Regions from separate parts of the Pan troglodytes genome. Here region 2 is linked to region 1. The links are chromatin contacts, called in public Hi-C maps. All regions are on one chromosome and are shown on one strand. Each heading gives the region's core, a stretch centred on a gene start, on an enhancer-like site or on the middle of the called end of the contact. The rest is flanking DNA. Distances are from core to core; before and after follow the strand shown.

What was found. Hi-C and Micro-C count contacts between places; a contact is called where the count stands out from the background.
Region 2: a Hi-C map of stem cell-derived neural progenitor cells shows a contact between it and region 1, with 2.3 times the contacts expected there. The contact joins the promoter of EN1 here to the enhancer-like site in region 1. A contact is called at or near these places in 2 of 7 Hi-C or Micro-C datasets (induced pluripotent stem cells and stem cell-derived neural progenitor cells) and 1 of 1 other capture datasets (stem cell-derived neural stem cells).

What each region holds. Positions count from the first base shown.
Region 1 is chr13:19,363,921-19,370,734 of NHGRI_mPanTro3-v2.0_pri, forward strand. No RefSeq gene overlaps it. Among named protein-coding and RNA genes, the nearest start is that of EN1, 180 kb to the right of the region's middle. Within about 2 kb of position 3,546, at least 4 of the 24 cell types and tissues checked have an H3K27ac peak or open chromatin away from gene starts, as enhancers often do. A contact at or near this core is called in stem cell-derived neural progenitor cells and stem cell-derived neural stem cells, where this site is marked.
Region 2 is chr13:19,544,207-19,550,785 of NHGRI_mPanTro3-v2.0_pri, forward strand. It overlaps EN1 (engrailed homeobox 1), which reads right to left and starts at 2,954. Exons shown (of 2, transcript XM_016949579.3): 1 at 1,452-2,954. The coding sequence starts at 2,325.

The DNA.
Region 1 (6,814 bases), core at 2,296-4,795:
TTATCTTTGTTTTATCTCCTCACTCTCCTATTTTAAATCTTCAGTGGAGCTCCATCCCCTGCATGAGGAGGTAGACACCTTAGGCTGGCATTAAAAGCCATCTGCATTGTGCCCCTTCCCTATAGGCCACTCCATCCCCACACTTTTCCATACATGGACTGTGATGCTGCTCTTTCTTCACCCTAAACCCTCCTCACATACTGTTCCTTAAGGCTTCTGAGCCTTTCTCAAGTCCTACTCCCTTCCTGGAATTTCAAACCTCTGCACCTTCAAAACCTGCTTTAAGTTCTACCTCTTCCATTCATATCCTCTGAGTGAACCAGACTTCCCCAGCTTCTGCATACTCTGATGTCCTGAGGAACTGGTCCACTGCTCCACTCACATCACCTCTGAACTATAAGCTGCTATTTACTATAATGAGGATCTTGTGTCTGTGTGACGCCCCAGTTTGCTAACAAATTCCTTGAAGACCAACACTATGCCTTAAAGACCAAGCAGCTTACCGCCAAGTACAGAACAAGTGTTCAAAGGTCCTCACTGGATATGTAGATATGCAGGTTGAGGCTAGGACAGCAGGTGTGAAATAGGGAGACTGGAATAGAGTCACACAATGTGGTTGATGATAAGGCCTTGGGGAACTCTCTTTCTCCTTCCTGAGCTCATGCTACTCATTTATAAAATGAAGAGATTAGACAAGATAACCTCAAATGCTTCTTCAAACTCTATGAATCACTAAATATGTGGGATAGATAGGAAATTTTCAACTGTGAGACCAAAATAATTTTGAAGGCCTTAGTAATTATATTGAAGAACTGCTTTTTCACCAAATGTTGACCATGCCTCCTGCAAATCCACTGATTTTTTTTTTTTTATTAAGCCCACCAGACTTAATGGCCATAATGAGATCCACACACTTGTCAGGTGCTGAAGGCATTTGGCCTTTGGCCTTCATCTCACCAGCCCCCAGCACATGGGAGTGGGCCACAACTTTCACACACGTGTTCCCTCTTACCTAATCTTTTAAAAGGAAACACAGCATTATAAAATTTAGAGAGAGGCAGGAAGGGAGAAGACAGGGGGTGGAGAAAACAGAACTTGAGAAATAATTTTCCAACCAAGAAAATAATATCAAATACATGGGTCGTTAAACTGAAAAGCCATTCTGAATCTGGAGAACTATTTTCTTGAATGTCTGGGATGTAGCGGTTATAACATGCATACTCCACTTCTATCTGAACATAAATAAAAGGTTTATAAGTGAAGCATATTTGTCAGGCACCAAAACAGTGATAATTAAATTCATGGGGCATGTATGCATTACAGAAAAACCAGAATCGCAGCAGCTTGAGATCTTATAAAGTAGCTGATTATCATCAACACTATAATTACTCACGAGCCCAAGGAATGTACTCCAGGCCTCCTCAGACTTGTCTAGTATCAGACAAGAGAGCACCATAATTATATTTCATATTTTGAGCCAACCCTAAAAATGTATGTACAGAGGGAAATGACACAACTCTCTGTGCCCTCTGAGGTAAATGCAGATACTAAAACTTGTCTTAGAGGAAAACGGTAAATCTTTATTGATCTAAAACTTTTTAAAAATCAGGAAAACATTCACAGATGTCAAGGTTTCATTAAGTTTTAACTTAATGAAAAGGTGAGTGAAATTATAAGTGAGAAAATTATGTTATTTAAGATGCAAATTATAGTAATAAAATTAGGTAGGTAGATGGTGAAAGACTCAACTCTCATCATTACAGAATATAGGACAATTTCATCACAAACATAAAAGTTTTATCAATTGGAGTCTATAAATTTTGCGAAGAATTTTAATTCAACTATTTCTCTTGATTCCAATAATATCTGAGCAGTAAGCAAAGCAAGAGTTAGTCCCTTATTTAACCACCCATAAACCTGAAATCATAAGAGGTAAAGTGACTTACCCAAGATCACACAGTTGCTTAACAATGGGGTTGCTACTAAAGTCTGAGCTCTCTGTGATCAAACATCTATCTTACTCTCCCACTTCACCCTCTGGGGTTGAAGCCATGTTGATTGATTTCTTGCTTCTGTAAGCTCTTGGCTAGAAAAAGCTAATACATTTATATGGGATTTGGATTCAGCACAAATTTTTTAGTGTCTACCTAAGCAGTCTAAAAAAGCACTTTCACCTACTTAATCTGGTTGGAATCTCAAAACTCTAAAAACTTCCCATGAAGATTAATTAATCAATTTTTTTCTAGCGTCACATGTCTAAAACCTCAAAATGCCACTGCAGTGATCTGTAATAATAAAGTACCACAATAATTAAATCTTTAAAATCACTCCAACATGGGATTCCTAAGTCTGAACCACAGTTCTGCCACTCATTAGCCATATGACCTTAGGCAAATGATTTAACTTCTCCAAGGGTCAGTTTTCTAACCCTAAAAATGGGACAATACCTATTCATCCAGCACACAAGAAATTTCTTGTTGCACGGTAAGGGATCAACAATTGTTAGTTTTCTCCCTTCCCTTGCTCAAGTCTTTTTAAAATTTCATTTGTTAAAATAATTATTGTTTTTCTAGGATCATTGTGCTCAAAAACCACTCGACTATTGCATTAATGGATTTTTTATTCAGAATCTTCATGTGATACTATCCATTCATTCACAAATATTTATGTGCAGCCACTGTTCCGAGTACTGGTCATATGGTGGTGAACAAAACAAACAAAGCTTTGGTCATCAGAGAGCTTCCATTCAACAAACTGGACAACTTCTTGGCTTTGGTCAGTATTTCCACATGTGGAGGGTAAGCAACTTCATTGGTAAAAGCCAGAAGACTCATCCTGTGACTTGGCCTTACCAGACGCTCTCTGGTCCACTCACTTTCTCCAAGGCAAAGATCAGATCCCTAGGAGGCATGCTCCCTGATGCACAGAAAGGTAGCAAGCGCCTGCCGTGGACTCCTTTGCGGCCACTATAGCAATCTGACTCTGCTCCAGGGGACTTGGTCACTGGGGTCAAGTTCTTATCCAGTCCCATACAGTACCCCCACAAACAATGGGGGGGACTTGGAGGTGACTTGGTGTCACAGCTTGCCCCAAAGTTGGGTTTATCCTAAGTGTGGTTCTGAGTCAGCTCTCCTGACTTTTCCTAAATGACAGATGCATGTCCAGCAAATGAGAGGTGGTGACAAATTACATCACCTCAAGGGCCCTGACTTATGCCAGCATCCTCTCCCTTCCCTCTCTGCCACAGGGCTTACTTCCAAGTGGCCTTTATGAGCTAAAACAAAACAAAAAGCCAGCCAAGTCTGCCAAAGTTGTGTGGCCTCCCATGCCCCCTAGGTCTGTCCATATTCTAAGACCTGGCCTGGAGTCCCTGGGGATGCCCAGCATCAAGCAGGTTGCAGCAGGGAACAAGCCACGAAAGCATCTGTGTGGCACCATGATCAGGCCCATTTTTTTATTTTAATTTCCCTTCTCAGTGGCTCCTAACCAAATCATTCTCTAGGTTTGAAAGGGCTCTGCAGGAATGCAGAGAAAAGGACGGTGACTCAGAAGATGGTTACCGCGTCATCTGCTTTGCATTGTCGAGTACATTTTTCACATGTTACTGGGTGAAGTTAGCAATAAAGGGCACCAAATGCTAGAAATAGAACAAAAAGAGATAAAGAAAGGGGAAAAAAAGAGAAAAAATTCTTATTTCCTCCAGAGAAATCTGTCTTGATTCAGGACCACTGGTGTTATAGGAAAAATCATTTTGCTTTTGAACAGCTCTTTCTGACTCACTTGTTGGAAAGAATGTGCTGAACAAATAACCCCCTTCTCCCCCCAAACAGCTTTGCTGAAATCCGAACGCTCTAAGTTCTCCTTGTTGACTTGTGAAAGAGATCTCTCTATATTCATATGGGCTCTGTGCACGTCACATGATACCAATACATTCCAAATGCTAAGATACAAGATTACTACTTAACCATAGAACAAACCAACAGGAATTTTAATCAAGACAATATCCAATAATGAATAAAGATGGAATGTTTTGGAAGGATTCCAGAATACACATTTGGGAATTTTTAATCTTGCTCGTCTTTGAATGTAGCAAAAATACTTTAAACTTTTCTGACTATGCCATTTTAGGCTGCATCCAGAAACCAGCTACTATCTAAGGTATTAAAGCATTTCATCTTCACAGACATTGAATTTGCAAATCTATTTCAGTAATTGATACCAGATTAACTGAAATATGAATCAACAGACAACTTTCTTTAAAGACATTCTATAAGCTGAGTTATTTTATGATATAAAAGATGAAAAGAAATCAAGATAATAGTGATCATTTTGTGGCAAGAATATTTCTATATTTTAGGATTTGTTTTATTTTAATGTTTGTATTCAGACCAGGTTTATTTGTAATAGCTTATCACATTGCTTCATTAAGCCATACTCAGCTATTGGTGGCCAAACATTTAGCATGAGTTTGAAGGTTATCTGAATCATCACTAAATGTAAAGCTTTTTTATAACAATAATTATAATCAGGTGTAACTTACCCAAAATGAGAATTTTGGCATATTTTAACTGCTTTTGAGAGAGTTATGGCTGTAAGAAGGCAGTGGCCTAGTAATGAGTTTACAAGTTTAGGATACTGAGGCTCTTTTTCCTGATGGGTGGGGATTTTCCACACCCACCATGACAGCTACCACCAAATGGAACCAAGACAATTCCCCTTCCACAAGGCTGCTTTGAGCACTGGTGTTTGGGTCTTTGAAAGGGACCAAGCTATGGCTGGAAAAAAGATGCTAAAAGTGGAACATAGATTAAACGTGACACGTTACACTATAGGAAAGGTATTTGTGAAGACCATGCAGCAGATCAAAGACTCCACTGCACTTATTTTTGTCTTCACACACCTACTAAACCTGTATTTCTGCTGATTAGTGAAATTCTAGCTCTTTGACAATCCCAGGACCCTAAATTGATATATCATCCAGCAGCATTAAAATGTTGGTTTTGCATGATTAAAAGTGTGGGTGCACAATTTCACTGGGAGGAATGAGAGTCGTGAGCCATTTAAAGTAAATCAAGACTAAACAAGGAAAATGAGAAAAATGGCCTGTGCAATTGCCCGGTTAGTCATCTCAGTATCCCAGCTGAAGGGGAGATTAGAACTAAGGTCTGAGCTGGGGATATTTCCAAGGGGTGGATGCTAGTTTTAGGGCAGATTCTCTGGCATACTCTGATTAAGCCACTAATTTGGGTCAGAAGGAGGGAAACAGAGCTAGTAATGCATTTCTGAGTCCATCTCAAGAGAGTAATTGATCAATGTCTGCTTTATTTCTTTTTCACTTTATGTATTTGTTTTCCAAAAAAAAGGGAATTATTTTCAAATCATTTTGAATATTACAGATTTTATCTGGGTATCCTAACCAAGAATTCCAGATAGAATCTAGTATATACAGTGAAAGTTAAAACACTGAATAACTGTAAGCCAGAGAAGAAACTCATCCCAGAAAAGATTTTACAGTATTCCCAGAGAATAGGAGACGCTAATAGAGTTATATATGTTTTAAGAGGTAGATACAATCACGTGTGCACAATATAAAACAGAAGGTTTTTAATGATTGAAAAAGGAGGGGAAAACGCTATTTGGTAGTAGCTTGGTGAACTTTGGCTGAACTTCTCTGTTTGGCAGGCTCTGGTGCGGACAGTCTAGGATGAGGCATTAGGGCTCGCATCTGAGAAGTTGACATCAAGCAGACAGCAAGACATGATATCTTATTTTCCTGAGCCATGCTGACACAAATTGAACTCCCCTTATTATTTTCTTATGCCTGTAAAGTTGCACTTGGAATTTAAGCATTTTGTGTGCAGATGTTGAGGGCCGGGTTGGTTTAATTTAAATAATTTGCAGATTGTTTAGTAGCACTCCAAAGACGGCAGTGTTCTTCATCTGAGTTCAATTTTATGAGCTTTGGTTTCTGATCTTCTGCAAGGTAAAACTGAAGCTTTAAAAAACCCCAGTGCTCTAAAGACCCTGCTGCTGCTGCTGTTGCTGCTGCTGCTGCTGGCTTTGTCAATGGAAGAAAATGAAGACCCGGCAATGTTGTCTCTAATTTGCTCAACTTTTTACTTTTCCCTGGTTCTTTACTTTGGAAAAAACAAAGTGCCTTAGGAAGAATTGGATGGGGGCTGGGAGGATGCACTGAGATGGTAAAGCATCAAAATCAAAAATCAGAAATAATGAGGACTGACTTGTTATAAAATACTTGTTCCCGTCTCTCTGACTATAGAATCACTTGGTTTCCAATTTTTTCCGGGCCATAGCAATTATGCATTTGCACTGTTTATGCAGCCCCTTCTCCATCAGACATTTCTTTCACTGATGTTTACTTACCCACTTTTTCTAAAGATTATATGTGACCTCCCTGGAGCCCAGGCATAGATGCATGATTGTATTCCCATTTATATACGAGTCGATTGCCTTCATTCTCCAGCGTAGGATTTGTTTGCCCAGCTAGGCCCCACATACTAAACAAAATGAGGGAATGCTTCTTGGAAGAAAGTAAGATGTCAGTGTACATTACAACCCCCCTGGGGTAAATGGAGAGCATTCATAAAGACTAAAGAAATGTGCTTTATAATGAAATGTACCTCATATAATTTATGACCCAATACTCAGAGATGAGTTTTTCTCTTTGGGAATGTATGTCTGTATGTGAGAGAGAAGACAGTGTGTGATTATATAAAATTCTTAATAATAATCTGGGGAAAATATGTTCTTTCTAGTTTGGGCAATGACCAAAAGTGATTTGCAATGACCTCTG
Region 2 (6,579 bases), core at 1,704-4,203, 180 kb after region 1:
GTGGCCAAGAACAAAGCCAAGGCCCTCTCCAGAGCAGAACTGGGGTTTTGATTCGTAATTAGCTGAGCGGGGAGAAATAGCCCAGGAAATGCACACAGCCCCAAAAAGGCCCCACTGCGCGTTCTGCATCCGGGACATGTTGAAGTGTTGTTGTATGTGTGTGCAGAGGCACGGACTCTTGTAATAAAATCGTAGTCTCCCGGCCAGCCCGAGCCGTGCAGCCTGACAGCTCAATCACTCTATCCATCAGGCGAGTCAATCAAAGCAGCTTTTCGGAGGTTCAGGGAGCCCGACGTGTCAATAACGGGGCTCGAGATGGCGGGAGCTGATAGTGCGCATCGATCCGCGCCCGGCCGGCAGCTGTGGGGCGGCGAGAGACCAGCCAGAGGAAAGAGGCGCGTGGCTACGTTGTTCCCGGCCCCCTGCAGGACCGGGTGCCTGGAGTGCTGATCTTGGGCCAAAGCTTCTGCCGCTCTCCCAGACACTGCGGGCCGGGGCGTCGGGCAGGCCTTGGCCTTCTCTCCCGGAGCCCAGCTCAGGTCTCCTCCTCGGGTTCGCCAAGCGCGAGGGGCACACGGAAAAGTGATGGAAGGAAAGCCGAGAAAAACAGGCCTACGGATGCCAGAAATCTGCTGGATGTGCGGGTGAAAAAAGGAAAGCGCCGCGCGGGGAGGATGTGGGAGCCGTTCCGCGGAGAAGCTACGGAGGAAACTGGCTCTCATGCCCTTGGCCACGCTTCCTGGCCTGAGCCTGACCTGTTTTCTCTCCTCTCCCACTGTTTTTCAGCTCCAGAAAACCAGGGGCAGCCAGCACCCACCTTTTTGGCAACTGCCTTTCCCTGGTTTCTACCCACCCGGGTCAGACTCTTTTCGCTACCCAGCCGGGGGAGAGGGACGGCTTTCAGACGCTTTCCTCCCTGTCATCCTGTGTTTCCCATGTTTATCAATGTAAACGGTCTCTCCGCAGAAAATATCGAGATGGTGTTTGTGTTTGTAAGGACACACAGTGAATATAATTTTTCTGAACAAGGCCTTCTCTGGTCAAATCTGGCCTTCGGACGATCAGGCTGGTGGGATTTCAGACACACATCACTAGGCCCACCTTCCTGCCATATCTAAACACCCTGGAAAGAAAATCACTGACTATGTACTTTTCCTAAGAATAATAAAGATAAGAGACAAAGAAGGCCCCAGGGATTCAGAGTTCAAAATCAAAGAATCGAGACCCGAGCCTCCTGTGCCACGAGCTGTAGCTTCTCGGGTGGTGGCCGCAGAGGCCAGGATCGCATAGCTGGATGAACATTCGGTTGTGACTGGAACTGGGGTGAGGAAGCAGGCGTGAGAGACTGGAGTACCCGAGGCCGGGTTTGCTCTCCCTAGCGCCGCAGCTTGGCGTTCTGGGGCGGTCCGCGGGGCCAGAAGGCATGGCGCAGCCCGGAGTTGGGTACTCACCGGAGGATGGACGATCCGAATAACGTGTGCAGTACACCCAGGCGGGCCATACGAGAGGCTGCTGCGAGTCAGTTTTGACCACGGGCCCGCCGTTGGCTGAGCCCATCAGTAGGATAGCCGGGTTGCCGTGCTCCGGGTATTTGGTGCCCTGCGCTCCGGGGCTCCCCGCGCCGCCTCCACTGCCGCCGCCACCGCTGTCCGAGGGCTTGGCTGCTGCGGCCGCCGCCGCCGCTGCCACTGCCGCCGCGGCCGCTGCCGCCGCCGCCGCCGCCGCCGCAGCCGGGTTCCCAGCTTTAGACGCGCCCGCGCCGGCGGCGGCTGGCTGGGAGCCGTCGGGTGGGCCACAGTTCGCGTCTGGGGCGCACAGGAGCGAGGCAGCGCCTGGCGCCCGGGTGCCCAACGGGTGGACAGGGTCTCTACCTGCGGCAGTCTGGCCTCTGTCACGCTCGACCCGGCCTCCTCCTCCTGCGCCTCCTCTGGCCGCCGCAGCCACCAGAAGCTGCGGTGGCGGCTGCTCCTTTTTGCAGCCGAAGTCCGGCCTCAGGATGTTGTCGATGAAAAAGTTGGTGGTGCGGTGCAGCTGGGCCGCTGGCTGCGGCTGGTGAGCAGGCGCCGCGAGATGCTGAGGCGGCGGGGGCGGGGGGTGTGGGGGGAGGTGCGGGTGGTGGGCCAGGGGCGGCAGGCAAGGCGCCGCGGGCGGCGAGGGGGGCGCAGGCTGCGGGGACACCGGCACGCTGTCTCCATCGCTGCCGCTGCCGCTGCTGCCGCTGGCGCCCGGACTGAGGCTCAGGCTGAGGCCGCCCGGAGTCGCCGCCGCCGCCGCGCCGAGGGCCGAGTCGCGCTGACTTTTAGGTTCCGGCTGCTGTTCTTCCATGCTCGGCCGCCCCGCCGCCCCGGCCGCCGCGCCGGCCCCCGCCCCCACCGCCTCGCTCCCCACCCCACTTTGCCAGCGGCCCGTGGGGGTGCGCGGAGGAAGGAGGCAGGCGAAGCCCCAGCGAAGGCACGGGGCGGGTGCAGGAAAAAAGCTCAGGCGTCTGGCCTGGATTGCTCGTTCTTATCTAGCAGATAGATCTCGCTGTCTCTCCCTCTCTAATTTGTAGACATCCAGATATGGAGACACTTGGCTATTTCTTTTTTCTTTCTGCAACCAGATTCAATGATTTGATTTAAATGGGGAGTAAGCCACGGCCAAAAAAATGAAGGAAAAAAAGAAAAAAGGAAAAAGAAAGGAAGAAAAAAAGAAAAAAGCTCCAATAATTTTTTTCTTAAAGGGAAAAAAATAGTATTTAAAGTCTAGCCATCTTCCTAGGCAGTAGTGAGGGGTTTGACTTCCCCGAGTGTCACGCTCAGCTGTGCCCAGAGCGTGAGGCTGGCAGCGCCTTTAATCGCCTTTGCTTTTTTTGCAGGGAGAGAGCGTCTCCGCCAGCGCCGGGCTGGGTTTTTTTTTTTTTTCAAATCTCTGACAGCTCGGATCTTTGCACAAACTCTCTCGCTTAAAAAAAAAATCACCCAGGCACACTTTTTGCCTTCAAACCGGAAGCACGTGAGTCAGGGCCGCACGTGTGCGGAGCCAATGGCGAGCCGGGACTCGCGCTGACACTCGGGCCTCGGCCCAATGGGCGCGCGCGGGACTTTGCGGATAAATAATCCGGGGGCGTCAGCCGCTGGCTGAGAGGGGGCGCCGCGGCGCTGGCCCTGTGCGTCGGGTCCGCCCTCCCCCACCCGCGCCCGCGCCCGCACCCGCTTCCCTCCCCCTCCTTCAGGACGGGATCGAGGAGGGGGCAGAAGAAACCCAGGAGGGGTGAATTTTGGGATGTAGGCAAATGGAGAAGCAACTCCATAAACAACTTGTTAGAGAAATGCAGGATTATGGGTCTGTGAGCTCCGGGAGCAGGGGCAGTAGGCAGGAGCCTGGCTGTTTTGCACCCCCTCGCCTAAGAAACTCAGCTTTTTATTTTCTCCTCTGTCTCTGGTTGCTGTTATTGAAGGATGGGTGGTTGTTGTCACTGCCCGTTTGTGTGTTTGTGGGTGGGTGTGGGTTTGGGTGTGTGTAGTGGAGGGAGGGGGAGTGAGACAGGGAGGTCGGTGATGTGAAATAGACCTAGAGTTAGTTACTTTCAGAGGCGCAATTTGTTTTTCACAAATAGCAAAATCTGAAAGGCCCGCTGCGCCTAGCTAGCGTCGCACGTTTACGTTTGTACGTCTCCTGCCGGCCCGCTGCATTGCTTTCCCTTTGTGGGGAATCCGCACCCATGCCCTTCCCGGTCCAGACTTTCGACAACACCCTGGAGCTGCCCTGGCGCCATAGAGCCAAGCCCAGAGGGCTAGGAATAGCCCCAGAGCCAGTCGCCTGGACCTTCCCTGGCAGGGGAGTCCGGGCAACACAGATTAATCTCAGGAGGGCCCCGGGGCCGGCGAGTCAGAACGCGGATGCGCGCTAGGCCCTAGCTTTTAGAGTTCAGGGTAACCTCTGTGTTAGATTTCCCTGCAAAGTAAAATCAAATAAATAAAAGCGCTGCACCCCAAGTATTTGCCCTGGCCAGCTGAAGTTGTGAACAGGGAGTTTCCCTCAATTGCCGGGTGACTGAATTTCCTGGGATTGCTCCCAACTCCCTGGGTGCCTCCGGCTCCAGCTCTGTGCGTTCTTCCCTAGTTTGAGGGGAATGCCGTTCCTCCAGCTGCTATAATTCTCCCGTCTGCGGATCTCTTTTTCGCTATTTCCTGGTCGAGGCACCCCCAAAATTTTCTCATAACCGGGAATGTGAGGGACGGGGGTGGCGTGTGGACTGAAGCTCTAGGCACCTGCGGGACTTGTCTCCGGATTCGTTTTGGAGGACCAGTATCCGACTATGCTGAAGCCTGCGGTGGCCGAGAAAGGCGTCAGCAAACGAGGCCTTCGGAGGTGTCATCTTAGAGCTCCAGCGGACCTCCTCGCCCAGAACGCCCTCCGCAACTGGGACAGTAGAGAAAGGTTCTCTTTGGAAATATTGTCTATTTGTGACATGCGAAAGAATCCCCCTACCTCCAGTTTTCCAGAAAAGTCACAGGGGGTTAGGCTAGGAGGAACATTCAACTAAACCCACAACAAGCCGAACCACCACCACAGTAGCTGAAGTTTCTCAAAAGGGCTGGTGGAGAGCAGGAATTTGTATTGCTCACCGCATCTTGGGAGCAGGCGAGGGTCCCCCGATTTCCGGGGCTGAGTTCCCGGCTAGACTTGCGCTGCAGCCTAGGGGAGAAAACCTCTCTCCCTAACGCTGCACTGCAGTCTTCTCTACCTTCCCAAGCCGCCTCCAACCCCACCTTGGAGTCTCCCGAGTCCTCTTCAGTCGCACACCCAAGGGCTCCCCGAAATCTCCAGGCGCCCCCACCCCTTCTCCCCGAAATGGGGGTGGGATTTTATTTATATTTAAGTTCGCAAAATTGAAATCTTTATCCCGCAAGCAAGCGTGGGTACTTAATTAAATTCTAATTAGGACACTATCAATATCCTATTTAGCTGCGTAGCTTTTGTGCGCCGCAGTCCCTTTCAGCGCGGTAAATAGGGTCTCGACGCCTTATCTCGCCTGCAGGAGACGCCTCGAGAAGGGCTGCGGAAGATAATTTATAGGTTTTAATTACTCTTCATTCCGCCTGATCAGCTTGGCGTTCATCACAGGCCTGTGAATAAAACCCTGGTCAAAAGCTCTGTCACATCGCGCTGGCAAGACGCTTAATCAAAGTGAGCGGCCCCGCGCGCCGCGCGGCCCGGCTCCTCCACGTAATTTCCAGCCAGCTGATAAAGCCAGCTGAATAATGCGGCGGCCCTTTGGAGACACCATTTACAGAAATGACTTTATTGACGGCTTAACGTCGGTAATTCATTTTACCTTTCATGTAGTGGAGCCCGGATTTGTTACAGTAATGGGATGATAAATGCACCCGCGGCCCACGAGCTCGAGCTGGATTAGGCGGCACTCTGCGCGCTGGCTCGTCCCCCCACCTCCCCGAGGCCCGGCCTGGGCCGGACGCTCGCTACCCCGCGCCGCTCTGCGCTCCACGACCTCCACCCAGACCCTACGCCCTCTTCTCCCTCCTGCAAATGAACATGCTATTGGGAACTCCGTGTGAGCGCATTGGCGTCTTGTCAAGCATGCGAGTGAAGTGTGTGAGGGCTGAGTGAACAAATGTTGGCCGAGAGGGATGGGTGAGGGTTTCACAGGACTCTGAGTGAGCCCAGGATTGGGCGTGTGAGTGAGGAACTACGGGCAGGGTGAGTTGTGTGTACAAGTATGTGGGTAAAGGGTTAGGGTGTGTGTAAAGGATTGTATATGCACGAGTGGGTATATTTGTGTGGCGGTCCTTTTGGGGGTACTCGTTTCTGCCTTTGGGAGCTAAGGAATTACTTTCAACTTGATAGATGCCCAGGCCGGGGTGGCAGAGAGGTGGGCCTGCAGGTAGCAGGTGGGGAAGCCTGACTCAAATGGAATAGAGCCCCTTTCTCCAAATGCCATCTGCTCTTGGGCCGAAGGTAGGGAAGTGTGGGGGTACCCAGTGCGTATTTCTATGGCCTTGTAGTTCTGAGCTATGCAGTCACCTGAGCTAGAGGCCCACAGAAGGCCATGGACTGGGCTGCGTCTCTGCAATAAGTTGATTGTCCCCAAGTACCCTTTTCTTGGGGATAGCCCAGATAAAAGTGGAGAACGACAAGAAAGATAAAGATTCTGTTTTGTCTCAAATGCCAAAGTTGGGGGAGGGGTGCTACATTTTTTCACTTGAAGGAAGGAGGTCCCAACGAGGCCTTCAGTGATGGGGAGTTGGGTAAATAGGACAGAGAGAGACCCCAACCGTCCTTCCCTTCTCCAGTTCTTGGACGTCCTGCATTTTCTGAGGATAGGCAGGGGCTCCCAGTGAGCAAAAGGCACCTGGCCAAACAGAGGAGAATGATGCATACTTGTTTGGGGAGCTGCTAGCTAGGGGAGTCTGGGGATCATATAGTCGGAAGACTGGCATGTGTTTATCAGAGTGAAGGCTGAGAAATTTTACCTTTCTTTCTTTCTTTCCTAATTTTGGGAAAAACGCTCAGCGGTCTTGAAGAGTGGCCCGTGGCTGTGGGGAACAGAGTGTATATTTGTGTTTATTTGCTTGG